Regions from separate parts of the Ovis canadensis genome. Here region 2 is linked to region 1. The links are chromatin contacts, called in public Hi-C maps. All regions are on one chromosome and are shown on one strand. Each heading gives the region's core, a stretch centred on a gene start, on an enhancer-like site or on the middle of the called end of the contact. The rest is flanking DNA. Distances are from core to core; before and after follow the strand shown.

Region 1 (6,996 bases), core at 2,064-4,563:
TCTGGGTTGGTCATAACTTTTCTTCCAAGGAGCAAGCATCTTTTAATTTCATGGCTGCCATCATTGTCTGCAGTGATTTTGGAGCCCGAGAAATTAAAATCTGTCACTGTTGCTGCTTTTTCCCCATCTATTTGCCGTGAAGTGATGGGACCAGATGCCATGATCTAGTTCATTGAATGTTGAGTTTTAAGCCAGCTTTGTCACTCTCCTCTTTCAGTCTCAAGAGGCTCTTTAGTTCCTCTTCGCTTTCTGCCATTAGAGTGGTATCATCTACATAATTGAGGCTGTTCATATTTCTCCTGGCAATCTTGATTCCAGCTTGTGAGTCATCCAGCCTGGTATTTCACATGGTGTACTCTGCGTATCAGCTGAATAAGCAGGGTGACAATATACAGCCTTGACGTACTCCTTTCCCAATTTGGAGCCAGTCTGTTGTTCCATGTCTGGTTCTAGTTGTTGCTTCTCTCAGGGTCAGGTAAGGTGGCCTGGTATTGCCATCTCTTTAAGAATTTTCCACAGTTCGTTGTGATCTACACAATCAAAGGGTTTAGTGTAGTCAATGAAGAAGAAGTAGATGTTTTTCTGGAGAAAATGTGAACCTAGTGATGCCCAGATGTGATTTTTCAAGAGAGTGAGAAATGTAGATTTTTTTCATATGCTCTGTCTCAGACTTGTTAATGCCAGCAGCCTTTTTGCATGCTGTTCCCTTGCACCGTGTAGAGACTAAAGAGAACGTGTGCCTCCTCACTTACCTGCTCTGCGGGCCAGCAGTTTGAACCTTTGGTGTATGGAGTAGCATAAAGAAGACTGTTGTTGAGCACAAGCCATTACTCTTGTACAGATTTTTTTGTTTTCAAATTGGTAGACAATTTAGTAGGCTCCTTAATGGGCAGGGAGACAGTTTAAACTTGAATTGCTTATTGCTTTTTTAAAATAAAGTTTTTGTTTTTTTCCCCACCAAATAACCTTTTAAGAAGAAAGGTCTTGATATTGACAAGTGTTCTCAGGTGTGTGTATATATATATATATTTTTTTTTTAACGTAGTTTATGTTAGGATTGGTACTATAATTCATTTTATATAAGAAAGAGTGGAACAGGAATCAGTAGATAGATGATGGTTTCATAGCTAGTGTTGGAATTTGAGAAGGGAATTCATGCGATGAGGAAAACAAATCCAAGTGGCCAGAATTGGTTTTGTTAAACCAAGAGGAAAGACATGGCCAAGCCCATGTTTACTCTTTACTTTGTAGATTTAAACGTTGAGAAAAAAAACCAGCTGGTCAGGGCGTTGAGTTAAAATTGCTCTAAAGGGGGGATTCTAAGAGTGCAGAAACCACAAAAGAGACTGCAGAAAACCACAGAAGTGGAACTCTTGAGTTTCCAGCAAGGCTGCATTGGAGATTTTCTTTCTCCTGCTTTTTATGTTTGTGTTGGAATAGTTCGATGCTGTGAGTGCGATACAGAGGAATTATTAAGCCCTAATTTTAGTGTCTATTCACAGGACCATAATTATCCAGAGTGAACATTAGTGTTTTGGCCAAAACTTGCGTCTTTTTCTTTCTTCCTTTCTTTCTTTCTTCTTGAGGCCCAGTCAAGCTTTATCTGAATGGCTCCGTGAGTTTGGTTGGGGGAGATAAATTGTTAACTAAGGGAGGAGGACAAAAGCAGCTTTGTGGGTGCTGTCAATTTATAAATCACACCCTCTTACAAGTGTGACACTTGGCCTTGGTGTGAAGGGTTTTATGGCTTAAGGGCCTTCTCTGATTGAGGCGGGCCTTTCACATTCAAATAGAGAGAGCCCTAGCTTTGTGAGCCCTGCACAGCGGGAAGTTTCCTGGGAGTCAGTCTGCTGGTGCCCACTGGGGCGAATCTGGAAACCTCTTTTGGGAGCCACTTTAGCGAGCTATGAGGAGAATGTGGGCAGCCTGGCAGACCCTGGGTGGCCTCTGCGTACCATTCTGCGGGCTCTTCAGGCACACAGTTCTTTGTGTAGCCTCTTCCTCCACAGGGCCCAATTTGAAGGTATCAAAATATTCCCCAGCTGACATTGTTAGTCAGCTGTTTCACGGGGACAATTCAGGCTTGGATTCCAGCCCTGAGCCGTGAAGGTCGTGAGGCATGCAGGGCATTCCTCATGACAATCTCCGGGATTCCAAACCTTGTCTTTGTGTGGCTGCCCCGGGAGCTGCAGAAGGCTGGGGCCAGGCCGGGGCTCGGCCACCTTGCGAGAATGTGCCGTCTCCATTTTGGCAGTGACTGCTCCACAGTTCCGAAGTTTTCCTCCAATTCAAAAATCCCTGGGTTTAGATTCTGCCCTTTCAACTAGTTGGGCTATGCTCTCAGCCTTGCAGGATGGGGGTGGGGAAGCAGCCACTTCCTGTTTCCTGTGAAAGGCTTCTGGTGAGGGTTCCCTTCCCCTCCCCCCTTTCCTTAGGTTCAACCCTATGTTGTACACCCACTTGTGCTTGAAGGTACACATTGTGCTCCGAAATTAGAAACGTTAAAAAACAAAGAGGAAAAACAGAGCTGTGGTTTTCACACCGTCTAGGAAGATGCTTGGCCAGGCCTTTCTAGCACCTGTGCGAAGGTGAGAACTACAGTGGCGGGCAGATGCCCAGCCCAGAGACTGGTGCTCAGGACACTGTGTGCTTCCTTTGGTGCCCAGGAGGAGTCATCAGAGAGATTTCCCCAGAAACAGGTCTTGGGCACAGGCATGAAGTGGGTACCATATACAGCACGTAAAGGAGATGGCAGCGGTTTTATGATGAGGAAGTGTCTGGAAAGGTTTCCCTGAGGAAGAGTTGTTAGAGTTGAAATGTGAAGAACAGTCTTGCAAGTACCCAAGCCAGGATCAGCAGCCAGTCACAGGAAACAGGGTCAAGAAAAAGCTCAGATGTTGAGACAGAACGACTCTGACTTCCTGGCTCCAAACAGCCAGTTCTTTCTGTATCTGTGAGTTGCAAAATGCCTACTGTGTACAAGGCACTGCATCGGGTGCAGGGAAGTACGTTAGTTGTCTTATCTCCATTTACAGCAGACCCTGAAGCCCGGAGAAGTTAAGGGACCTGCCTGAGATCACACAGCTGTGTCAGAGGAAGGACTGGGTGGGCTTCCCTGGTGGCTCAGATGGTAAAGAATCTGCCTACACTGCAGGAGACCTGAGTTCGATTCCTGGGTCAAGAAGACCCCCTGGAGAAGGGAATGGCAACTCACTCCAGTATTCTTGCCTGGAGACTCCCATAGACAGAGGAGCCTGGCGGCTACAGTCCATGGGGTCACAATGAGTCAGTCATGACTGAGAGGCTGACACAGGGAGGGGAGAACACGGGCGGTGGCCGAGGGTGCAGGGGCGCTTTATCACCACAAGGCGCAGCCCCTTGGGGTTTCCAGGATGACTTGAAGTTGGGTGAGGATGCCAGGCTGAAGTATGTGAAGATCAGGGTCACTTCTGAAAACTTTCAGGATGAATGACCGCCAGTGTGCTCCCATGTTGCTGCCCCTGTTTCTGCATTGTTAGGGGGCTGCCGGACAGGAGTGGATAGATTCTTGGGGGTGGATACTCTCTGTGACAGCTTTTTAAAGATTAAACATAAAGATTTGCTTCTGACATGCTAAGAAATAGACTTAATTTTACCCCTTCTGAAGTAGTGGGTGACTAATTTTGGCCCTGGAAGTCCCTTTTTCATGAATTAGTTGTGAAATTCCACAGTTGAAGAGTGATTCATTGCTTTGATTTCTCCTTTCTGAGCCATTTATTTGTTGACAACTCGCATCCTCCTCTCAGCCCCATCTTTACAGCAACATTCCTGGTGGCTGGCTAGTGGCTCTGCCTCTCCTCTGGCACGTTGATGGCAGCACCCGTTGCCCCTCAGATGACTTGGCAGTGCCTCCCTCGTTCACGCAAACTCCATTCGGCCTGGGCTGGGGAGTTTGGTTCCCAGCTGTGTTCCTAGTGCAGGGCCCACACATGCGTGTTCAGGACGTGTGTTCAGTGTACAGGAAGCATAAGATGACCCAACTTGGGAGATTATTGTTGTTGTAAAAAGGATTTGTTCATCAGTTAGAAAGGATTTAACTTTCTTTGTGATTGAATAAATTGATTAGTGTTGTAGTATGTTAGTTCTCATAGTTGAGGTTATTTGAACTGAGCTGAGAACAGACTTTTAAAGAAGACGAGGTTCTTGGTGAAGACTGTGTAGAAGTCTGTTATTGAGTTGTTGCCTGGACCAGAACCTGCAGGCCAGAGAGGTTCAAAACTCCCTCTCAGAGTGACTTGGTATGTTTGTGGTTGGGGGCAGGCAGGGAGGGGGCAGGGTGTACATTGCAGAGGATTTGATGGGAAGTTGATGGCAGGTTTCCCAGGTAGAAGAGTTTTGGAGCGGGTGCTGCTCGTGCCTTGTCTCATCGGAGAGAAGTTTCTCGGTTCTATGGATGAGGAATAGAAGTCCCTGCCAGCATCACAGCAGTGTGTGTGTGTGTGATATTTGAGACACAAAAATCATGTGACATCAGTGCAAGTCATAAAACACAACGCTCAAGCAAACACTGTCCACCTTAATAAGCGGAAGGTCTCCAGGACGCTTGTACCGATCTGCGTGTTCTTTCTCTGTCTCCTCAGGTCTGCTGGCACATTGGTGAGGGTTTACTAAGGTATCCAGAGAGTGGATATAGGCCGGCTTGGCATGGTGTTTCATCATGTGTTTGTAATCTCAACAATGGAATAACGCTTACTAGGTGATGTTGTAGGGTAGAAATTAAGAATGTAGAGCGAAACCACCATGAAACCACCACCCCGTTTAAAGCAGAAAACACTATTGGGTGGTTGCGGCCACTTGGATGCCCCTCGCCCACATGAGTAACCGCTGTCCTCAGTCATGTTTCTCATTCCCATGCATTTCTTCTTCCTGCTCTCGACTATGTTTCCAAGCAATACAGAATTGTTTGGCATGCTTTTTAATTTCTTAAAAATTGGTTTCACATGCTTTTTTGTTGTTGTTGTTCATAGATACTCCCTTTATTAAATGTCTGGTGGCTTGTACCATCCAGAAAATACAATCTTAACAATTCTCCGTGGGAAATTCACCTTTTATTTTTTAAATTTTTTATTTTTAATTGCAGTAGATTTACAATATTATACTAGTTTCAGGTATACAGCACAGTGATTCAGTATTTTACATGTTATACTCTACCAAATGTTATTATACAATAATGGCTGTAATTCTTTATCTGATACAATATAAACTTGCTGCTGTTTTATAAATAGGAGTTTTTCATCTCTTAATCCCATACACATAATTTGTCCCATCACACTTCTGTCTCTCCTATATCTGTGTAGTTGCTAAGTCATGTCCAGCTCTTTGAGACCCCATGGACTGTAGTCTGCCAGGCTCCCCTGTCCACGGGATTCTCCAGGCAAGAATACTGGAGTGGGTTGCCATTTCCTCCTCCATTCCACATGCTTTTTAAGAGCAGCTTTGTGAGGCCATCTGTGTTTGTGTGTAGGTCTGGAGCTTTGCTGTCCATTACGGTAGCCACCAGCCGCGTGTGGCCATTCAAATTAAAATTAATAAAATTTAATTTAAAAATTCAGTTCTGCAGTCTCACTAGCCACATTTCACATGCTCAGTAACCACACACGGCCTGTGGCATCCATATTGCAAAGCACCCATATACAGAGTGTTCTTGTCATCATTGCAAGTTCTCCTGGACAACAGTCATTGCAAGACAGTTTTATCGGTGGGTTTTTTGTTTATTTGTTTTGACCACAGAGTATTTGTTGTGTGAAAACATTACTATTTATTCTCCTGTTAATAGGCATTTAGCTATGTAAGTTTTTGCCGTTACAAATTGTGTTGCAGTCAGTGTCACGTGCGTGCCTAGATGATCTCTTTGGGTGGGTGTGTGATTTCTCTAGGGCACAGGAGAATTAGAGTGTGCACACCTTCAGCTTCACCAGCCTCTAAAAAAGGAAGTCTTAAGGCATTTTCTCTATTTACATTCCAACCCAGCAGCATGTAACAGTAACATTTGGTAACTTGGGGCTCTTTTGCCACTCTGCCGAGTGTGAAAACTGTCTCGGGTTGTGGTTGTCAGTTGTTAAAATGCTTTTGAAAACTATAGTCTCTGATAAGTAGGTGTGGAAATTAGACCTCGAAATCTGTAGTTTAAAAGTTGTTTCAGTTCTGATTTACATGCTGCTTTACATCCAGATCTTTATCACTTCTTATAGATGTTCAGCCTGATTTTAAAAAATAAAATAGGGTACTTCCCCAGTGGTCCAGTGGTTAAGATTCCATGCTTCCATTGCAGGAGGCATGGATTTGATCCCTGGTTGGGGAACTAAGATCCCACATGCTATGCGGCACAGCCAAAAAAAAAACCCACAGAAAACAAAATGGTTTCACAAGTTCCAATGTGGAAAATATAGAACAAACTGAGAAAATGTGAATCTTGCTACCCAGTAATGTCACTATTCTTTTTATGCATGTGCATAATAAATTGGAGTGCTAGTTAATATATGTAAATATATGCAAGACATACATAATGACCTAATGTATGTGGCATATATATATATATGTGTGTGTTATCTTTCCTTTTTTCACTCCGTGTGTTTTCATAAGCACTCCTCAAATCTTTGTGTCTCCTTTGGAGAGCATGCTTCTGTTCTACTCTATTTTATTTATTGAGCTATAGTTGGCATACAGTTGGAGAACATGATTTTTAAGTGGCTGTCTGGTAGGTCTTCCTCGCTTTGCCTTGCCGTGATCTGTTGAGCCAGTTTCCTATTGCATAGAGGTTATTGCAGTCTCCCACTATCTAAATGGCTCAGCACAACCCCATAATTTGATAGCTGATAGACTGTGTGGAGAATTCATCTTTTATATTTATTGTTGGGCTTTTTGGCAAATGAAAGGCAGGTGGGTCTTATCAGCTCCTGGGTATTTGTTGAAAATTCTGCTCCATTCAATGCTGTGCCTTTCACTGTGGTCTCTGCA
Region 2 (6,996 bases), core at 2,122-4,621, 57 kb after region 1:
TCCCAGAAAAAGATCCCATAAAAATAGGGGTCTCCCCTTCTCCTCAAAGGACTCAGGCATGCCCTGTCCTGTGACAACGAGCATATGAACCCCCCACCAAGGGATGCTAGTTTCCCAGTCCCTGGAAAGAAGCATTCAGGCTGCCCCCAGAGGGAACCCAGGCAGGTCGGCTTCTGAGAAAGTTAGAACTGAGCTCCCCACCCCCACAGGAAGCAGAGACTCTGGTCTTTGGGCCCTCAGGCAACGAGATGTCTCAGAGTCCGTGGGCATCCTGGCGCCTCACCATACTGATTCTGGGAGACCCCACAGATACACCAGTTACCAGACCCTCAGGTGTCCAGTTCATCCAGACTACCACCTACCCAGCCCCAAGGGGTAGGCTGCGAGCGAGCTCGCCTCCCCTCCGAGTCATTTTCCCCAGGGTCTAGCTTGTTGATCTACCAGGTCGCAGGCATCTGACCCCACAGCCACGCCCTCTGCTCCCTGGCACTCAACCTCCCCCCTCCCCCCACCACCCACATGCCGGGAACCCAGGAGTGAAGCCCCAAGTGTCACAGAGCCTCCCCTCCTCCAGTCACCTGGCGAGGTGACCCAGCCCCTCACAGTGTGCAGGGGGTCCCTTCCAAGTCCTGGGGCCCTGGGATGCCCAGGACCCTAGGTCTGGTAGATCCTGGCTCCCAGTGCTCTTAGTTGGCCACCAGGGATCCGGGACCGCGAGCCTGCAGCCCCAAGGGACCCTGATGTGAGCGCCCAGGCTACTCCAGAGAGGCTCAGATTCCTCAGTCCTCACCCCCAGGAGACCCAGGCAGCCAAGCCCCCAGCTCCAGACGCGGGTTGAGTCCAGGTGCGGCCCGCCCCTACCCTGGTACCTGGGGTGTGGGGGGGTGGAGTCGAGGATTACTCAGCCTCCAGAATGAGGCGATGACATCATCCTGGGAGGGGGGTGACTAATGGCCGCGCTGGGGGGGGCGGGGAAGTTTACCCGGTAACAGCGGCTGCCGCACGGCCCCGCCCCAGGGGAAGGGCCAGGAGAGGGAGGCATAAGCACACACACACACACACACGCACACACACACGCACACAAGCACACATACATACACAAGCCCACTTAGCATTTCCCCTCCCCCCAAGCATCCCACATCACACATATCCTATTGGGGCAAGGGCAGGGATGAGTGCGTGTGTGAGACTGTGTGTTTGTGTGACTGCGTGGTTTGTGTCCTGGAGAGTTCCCTGTCAGTCTGCTGGGCTACTGTGCTGCGTGTCCAGGGGTTGACTTATCTGAGCTGTGTTTGTGTAAAGTTGCGGTGTGGAACTGTGTCAGTGTACTGTCCTGTATCAGCTGATGGTGTGTGTCACAGGGATGATGTTGTGTGATGGCATTTGTCCCACGGGGTGGCTCTGACTCTGTCATTGTGTGTCAGTGTGCTATTTGTATGATATTTGGGCATGCTGTGTGTGAGTGTGATGGTGTATCTATGTGTTTGTGTTCATGTGCTGTTTTGTGCAACTTCCTGGTGTGCATAGATGAGGTGATGTATGTCGCTGTGGTTGTGTTTGTGACAGCGGGATTGGATACGCATTGGAGTGCTGTTGTGCATTAGCAGAAATGTTTGTGGACATGCTGTGGTTGTATGCAACGGTGCAACTGTGTGGTTGCATCACTATGATTGTGTCTGCAATGCTGTGTGATCCTGGAATTGTGTGTGTGTACCATCATCGTTGTAAGTGTGTGTGCACAAAACTTCACATTCTTGGGATTATCTAGGCCACTCTGTGCCTCAGTGGAATTGTGAGATTTTGTGTGGTACGTTGTGTGTCACTGTGATAGTGTGTGCCTGAGTGCTTTGCTGCGTGTCAAGGGGAAAATGTGCGTGCCTGTCACTGCTAATGTGTGTTTGGACAACGCTGTGTATAGCAGGATACTCTTGTCATTGTATTGGAAATGTTGTGAGTCTGTGGGACTGTGTTACTGAGTGTATGTACATCAGTGCAGTGCTGTGTGTCCTTCTGATTATGTGTGTTGTTGTGATTGTGTTTGTCAGTGTGATGTGTGTCCATGAGACTGTGCCTTTGTTAATAAGGTTGTGTGTCTGTGCAGTCTTGTGTCACTGTGATTGAATGAGTCATTGTTGTGATTGTGTGTATCACTGCGATAATGTGTGTGCCATGACCACTGGCATTGTGTGTGCCACTTATATTGTGTGTTCTAGGGTCTAAGACATGCAGAATGCATGGGTCTGGGCAACACTGGGTTTCAGTGTGGTTGTGTGTTAGGGTAATGTTGTGTGTCATGGTGATTGTGGGTCTCGGCAGTGCTGTGTGTCCCGGAACTGCGACTGTGTCCCTGAGATTTTGTGCGTCTGCGATGCTGTGTGTCTCTGCGTGTTCCTGGGGCCGCGTGTGTACGACACGATGTGTGTCGCTGCGATCGTGTGCGTATGGGGGGCAGGCGATGCTGCGTGTCCCTGGGACAGGGTAAGTGTGTGAGCCACTGTGATTGTGTGGCCGCGTGCTTCGCTGGGTGTCGGGGGAAGGTGCATCTCCAGGCCTCCTGCCCGAGAACAGCGACGCTGCTCTCTGATTGGCTGCGGCCTCGCCAGTGAGAAGCTTCCGAATCCTGCGGTAACTTGGTAACTCGTAACTCGGCCGCGGCCGCCGCCGCCGCCACAGTGGGGATGAGGGGGTAGGGAGGGGCCCCGCCTATATCCCGCAGGGCTCGCCCCTACAGGCGACCCTAACCCCGAGTGCCCCTCCCAGATCGCCCTCACCCCACCGCTCCCCAAACTCACCTCGATCTCTGCAGCCCTGACTCCATCTCCCTCTCCTTCCCCATCTCGGCCACTCGCTAGGACTCTCTCCGCCTCTGTCGTCCCCGCTTGTTTCTCCCTATGTGTGTGTCCTCGTTTGTCTCTTTCTCTTTTTGTCTCTGTCTCCCGCCTCCCACCTCTGTCTCTCCTTGATCTCTCTCTCTCCCCAACTCTCTCTTCCTGTCTCTGTCCCTCCTAAGACTTTCTCGGGCTCTCTCTGTCTCCCCCTCCTCTGCCTCAGTCTCCCCATCTTTGCGTCTTCCCACGTCTTGGCTCTGCCTCCTTCCCTTCCCCGTCCCCTTTCTCTCTCACTCCCACAGTCAAGCTCAGAATTCACTTTTCATTCTGCGGAGGCAGCCGGGGGACCGACCATTCGCTACTTCACCCTCGCCCCTCCCCGCAAACCCAGGCTTCAGCCAGCAGGCCCCACGCAGGGCAGACTTCAGGAAGGACTTCCCTCCCTGGTTCAGCACTGGAGTTTTATCGCTCGGGCCAGCCGGAGCCCCGGAGGCCCCGTGGCTTCCGGAGGCGCCCGGGCGGATGAGCTCACTGCAAGTTGGCTTGGATTTCATCAGCTTCCTCCGCCGGAGTTGCCCCCGTTCCTCATCCCGCGCTGGCCGAGCCGGTGAATCCGCTGGGCGCCTGCTGCCTCCGAGCGGCGAAAGGAGGAAGCGCAAGCTCCGGCGTAAAAACCCAACCTTTGCAGTTCACGATGTCACCAGCTCACGAGTGCGAGTGCGGCAAATAGGAATCCATTTCATCCTCACAGCAACCCCATGAGACAGAGGCAATTTTCTATCCCATTTACAACTGGGAAACTGAGGTCAGAGCCTTGAGGTCAGCCGCCTGGGTTACATATCTGATGAATAGAGCCCTTTAGAGGTTCACATGTGAGAAGGGAATGCTAGTAATCACCCAGATGTCTGCGGTCATTTCTTCTTCTTTTCGTTTTTAAGATTTTTTTTGATGTGGATCATTTTTAAAGTCTTTATTGAATTTGCTACAGTATTGCTTCTGTTTTATATCTTGACTCTTGGCTGCCAGGCATGTGGGCTCCTGGCTCCCCGACCAGGGACAGAACCCACCCCCTACGTTGGAAGGTCTATGCCAAGCACTGTTACAGGCGCTGGGGACGCAGAAGTGAAGAAAACAGACAAAAATCTCTGCCTTCCTGGGGCTGATACTCTAGTTTGGAGGAGATAGGCAATGGATAATAAAATTAACAATACAAAATGAGTCTCAAAGTAGATAAAAGAAGCAGGGAAGGTGGACCGAGAGTGTTGAGAGTGGTCTTAATCACCACGGTGAGCAGGAAAGATCTTCCAGAGAAAGTGATACTGGAGGAAGAGCCCAAAGGAGGTGCCCCTACAGAGGGAAAGGCAGGTACAAAGGTCCTAAGGCAAGAGTGGACATGTCCAGAGGAGACAGGAGCGCTGTGGGGCTGGAAGGGCGTGAGGAAAGAGAGAGGGTGAAGTCCATACAAGATTAGATCGTGCTGAGGACTTTACTTTTTACTCGGCGTCAGGTGGCAGCCACTGGAGAGTTCCCAGCAGAGACGGGGAGGTGAGCTGACTTCGTTCTTAAGGCGCCCCCTGGCGGCCAAGTGGGAAACAGATTGTCGGGTTGTGGGCGGAGCGAGCCGAGAGCCCCGGGAGGATGCGATTGTAATAGCACAGGTTGGGATGGTGGAGACTGGACCCGAGTGGGTACTGTGGAGTCAGGCTGAACGTGGAGCCGATGGGATTGGCCGAGGCATTGGGTGTGGATGTGTGGGAAAGAGGAATTTAGAGGGTTTTGTCCTGAGCAGCTGGAAGGATAAAAAGGCCAGGATGATGATGATAATAATAATCGTAATAATGGCGATTCCCACATTCTGTGCACCTACTGCCAAATTCTGTGACAACTCACCGCTTTACGCACCCGTCCTGGTTAAACCCTTCTGACCATCCTGAGAAGCCAGAGGTGGAGGGGGCCAGTGTAGTATTCTGGATTTACTGAGATTTTACTTTGAAAGTGGAATCTACATGATTTGCTCAGTAGCTGTGTGTGGATTTGATGGATAATAACAACAATAGCCTACACATAGAGTGTGTGTCTGGAACCGTTCTCAGCACTTTAACTGTATAATCTTATTTAATCCTCACAGCCTCCCATCATTAGCACCATTTTACATAAGCGGAAACCGAGGCAAGAAAGATTAAGTATCTTGTCTAAGCACAACTAATAATTACAAAAACTTATTATAGAGGTGTTAGTGTGGGCTCTGGAAATCAGAAGGATCGCTTTGGGTTCAAATCCCAGCTGGATGTGTGACCTTAAACAGCTCACAAGGACTCCGGGTTTTGGTATCCTGCTTTATAAAATGGAGATTGCAAGAGTACCATTTTTTACCAGGACTTGGGAATGAATTGCTGCTGCTGCTGCTGCTAAGTCGCTTCAGTTGTGTCCGATTCTGTGCGACCCCATAGACGGCAGCCCACCAGGCTCCACCATCCCTGGGATTCTCCAGGCAAGAACACTGAAGTGGGTTTCCATTCCCTTCTCCAATGCATGAAAGTGAAAAGTGAAAGTGAAGTAGCTCAGTCGTGTCTGACCCTCAGCGACCCCACGGACTGCAGCCTTCCAGGCTACTCCATCCATGGGATTTTCCAGGCAAGAGTACTGGAATGGGGCGCCATTGCCTTCTCCTGGGAACGAATTGCTGAGGAACAAAAGAGCACCACAGAGAGACTTCACTCGTGGGTCCAATGATCAATGCATGGGAATGCCATGCTTCCAGTGCATCAATGCAGGGTTGATGACTTGGGTTCGATTTCTGGTCTGAGAACTAAGATTCCTCATGCACCACAACAAGACAAACAAAAACCCCCAACAACAACAACAAAACTCAGCGGTAAGAAAGGCTTAAATGTTAGTACAGACTCCTTTTGGGGCTTCCCAGGTGGCGCTAGTGGTAAAGAACCCACCTGCCAATGCATAAGAGATGTGGGTTTGAGTCCTGGGTTGGGAAGATCCCCTGGAGGAGGGCATGGCAATGCACTCCAGTATTCTTGCCTGGAGAATCCCACGGACAGAGGAGCCTCGAGAGCTATGGTTCACAGGGTCACAAAGAGTCAGACACGGCTGAAGCGACTTAGCAGGCACACACACTCTCTTTAAGGCCTGGGGCTACAGAGACACGATCTTAAAACAATCCTGATAAAACAAATATTCAGTCAGTCACCTCAGAGGGCCTACAAGGTGTGGTGCTCAGAGGGCAAAAGAGCAAGATAAGCCCAAAGGGCCTCACAACATGGGGACCGAAGGCAGCAGACCCTTCCTGCCTTTGCCTCCAGGTTGCAGCTGGTGCAGAATATCTGAGCCCTCCTGGGCAGCATGGTTTGTCCTTTTTTGTCTAAAGGTATCTGTCCTGTCCTTCTTCCCCATAGAAGGAAAGTATACATACCTCATCCAATCAGCAAAGGACTCGCAAGCTGTCTGGCCCATTCTTTTGTTCCCTGGTTATAAAAACAGGCAAATGACCCAGATTCCTTGTCCCGCTCCCTTGAGCTGGCCGGCTGTTCTAACAGTGTCTCCCACTCTGATAATTTCTTCTTCTTTTGTTCTGCCTCCTGTCTGAAAATTCTTTTCAGGGACCACAACACAAGGTTTGAGTCTTGCGAGGACTCCTCCAGGCAGGACTCCCTGATTGCCTCCTTGCTTCCCCAGGCTCATAGGAGCTCGTCTTGTCCGTACCTCTGCCTGCACAGCTTGTGTCAGGGAATATGCCTCCCAGTGCCTCTTACTGGGCCAGGATGGGCCTGCCTCAGCCTCCCTTTCTATCTTACAACAAGGAATGGAGCCACCATATTCCCTCTCTTCATCCGGGACACGGCTCTATTCACCTGGCTTGCCCCAGCGTTTCACTCTGATCTCTACTGAAATGTCGCCTTCTCCGAGAAGCCTTCCAGGACCATCTTTGTCCCCTCACTCTGCCTTATTTTGCTCCACAGTTCTCCTTTTACATAGTCATTTGTTTAGCTAGTTACAGTGTGTTTTCTTTAGTTGAAAGTCACCTCCATGGCGGCAGGGACATAACTGTACTTTCGACTTTCCATTTCACAGATTGAAAAAAAAAAAAAAAAACTGATCAAGGCTCCTCCGCAAAGCAGGTTTCATGGTTCAAGGACTGTTTGTTGAATGAATG

What was found. Hi-C and Micro-C count contacts between places; a contact is called where the count stands out from the background.
Region 2: a Hi-C map of fibroblasts shows a contact between it and region 1, with 4 times the contacts expected there. The contact joins two enhancer-like sites. A contact is called at or near these places in 2 of 2 Hi-C or Micro-C datasets (fibroblasts and lung).

The regions. Positions count from the first base shown.
Region 1 is chr14:67,249,933-67,256,928 of ARS-UI_OviCan_v2, forward strand. The region is part of intron 5 of SAE1 (SUMO1 activating enzyme subunit 1); the gene reads left to right. Among named protein-coding and RNA genes, the nearest start is that of SAE1, 25 kb to the left of the region's middle. Within about 2 kb of position 3,314, the one cell type or tissue checked has open chromatin away from gene starts, as enhancers often do. A contact at or near this core is called in fibroblasts, where this site is marked.
Region 2 is chr14:67,307,295-67,314,290 of ARS-UI_OviCan_v2, forward strand. No RefSeq gene overlaps it. Among named protein-coding and RNA genes, the nearest start is that of BBC3, 8.7 kb to the left of the region's middle. Within about 2 kb of position 3,372, the one cell type or tissue checked has open chromatin away from gene starts, as enhancers often do. A contact at or near this core is called in fibroblasts, where this site is marked.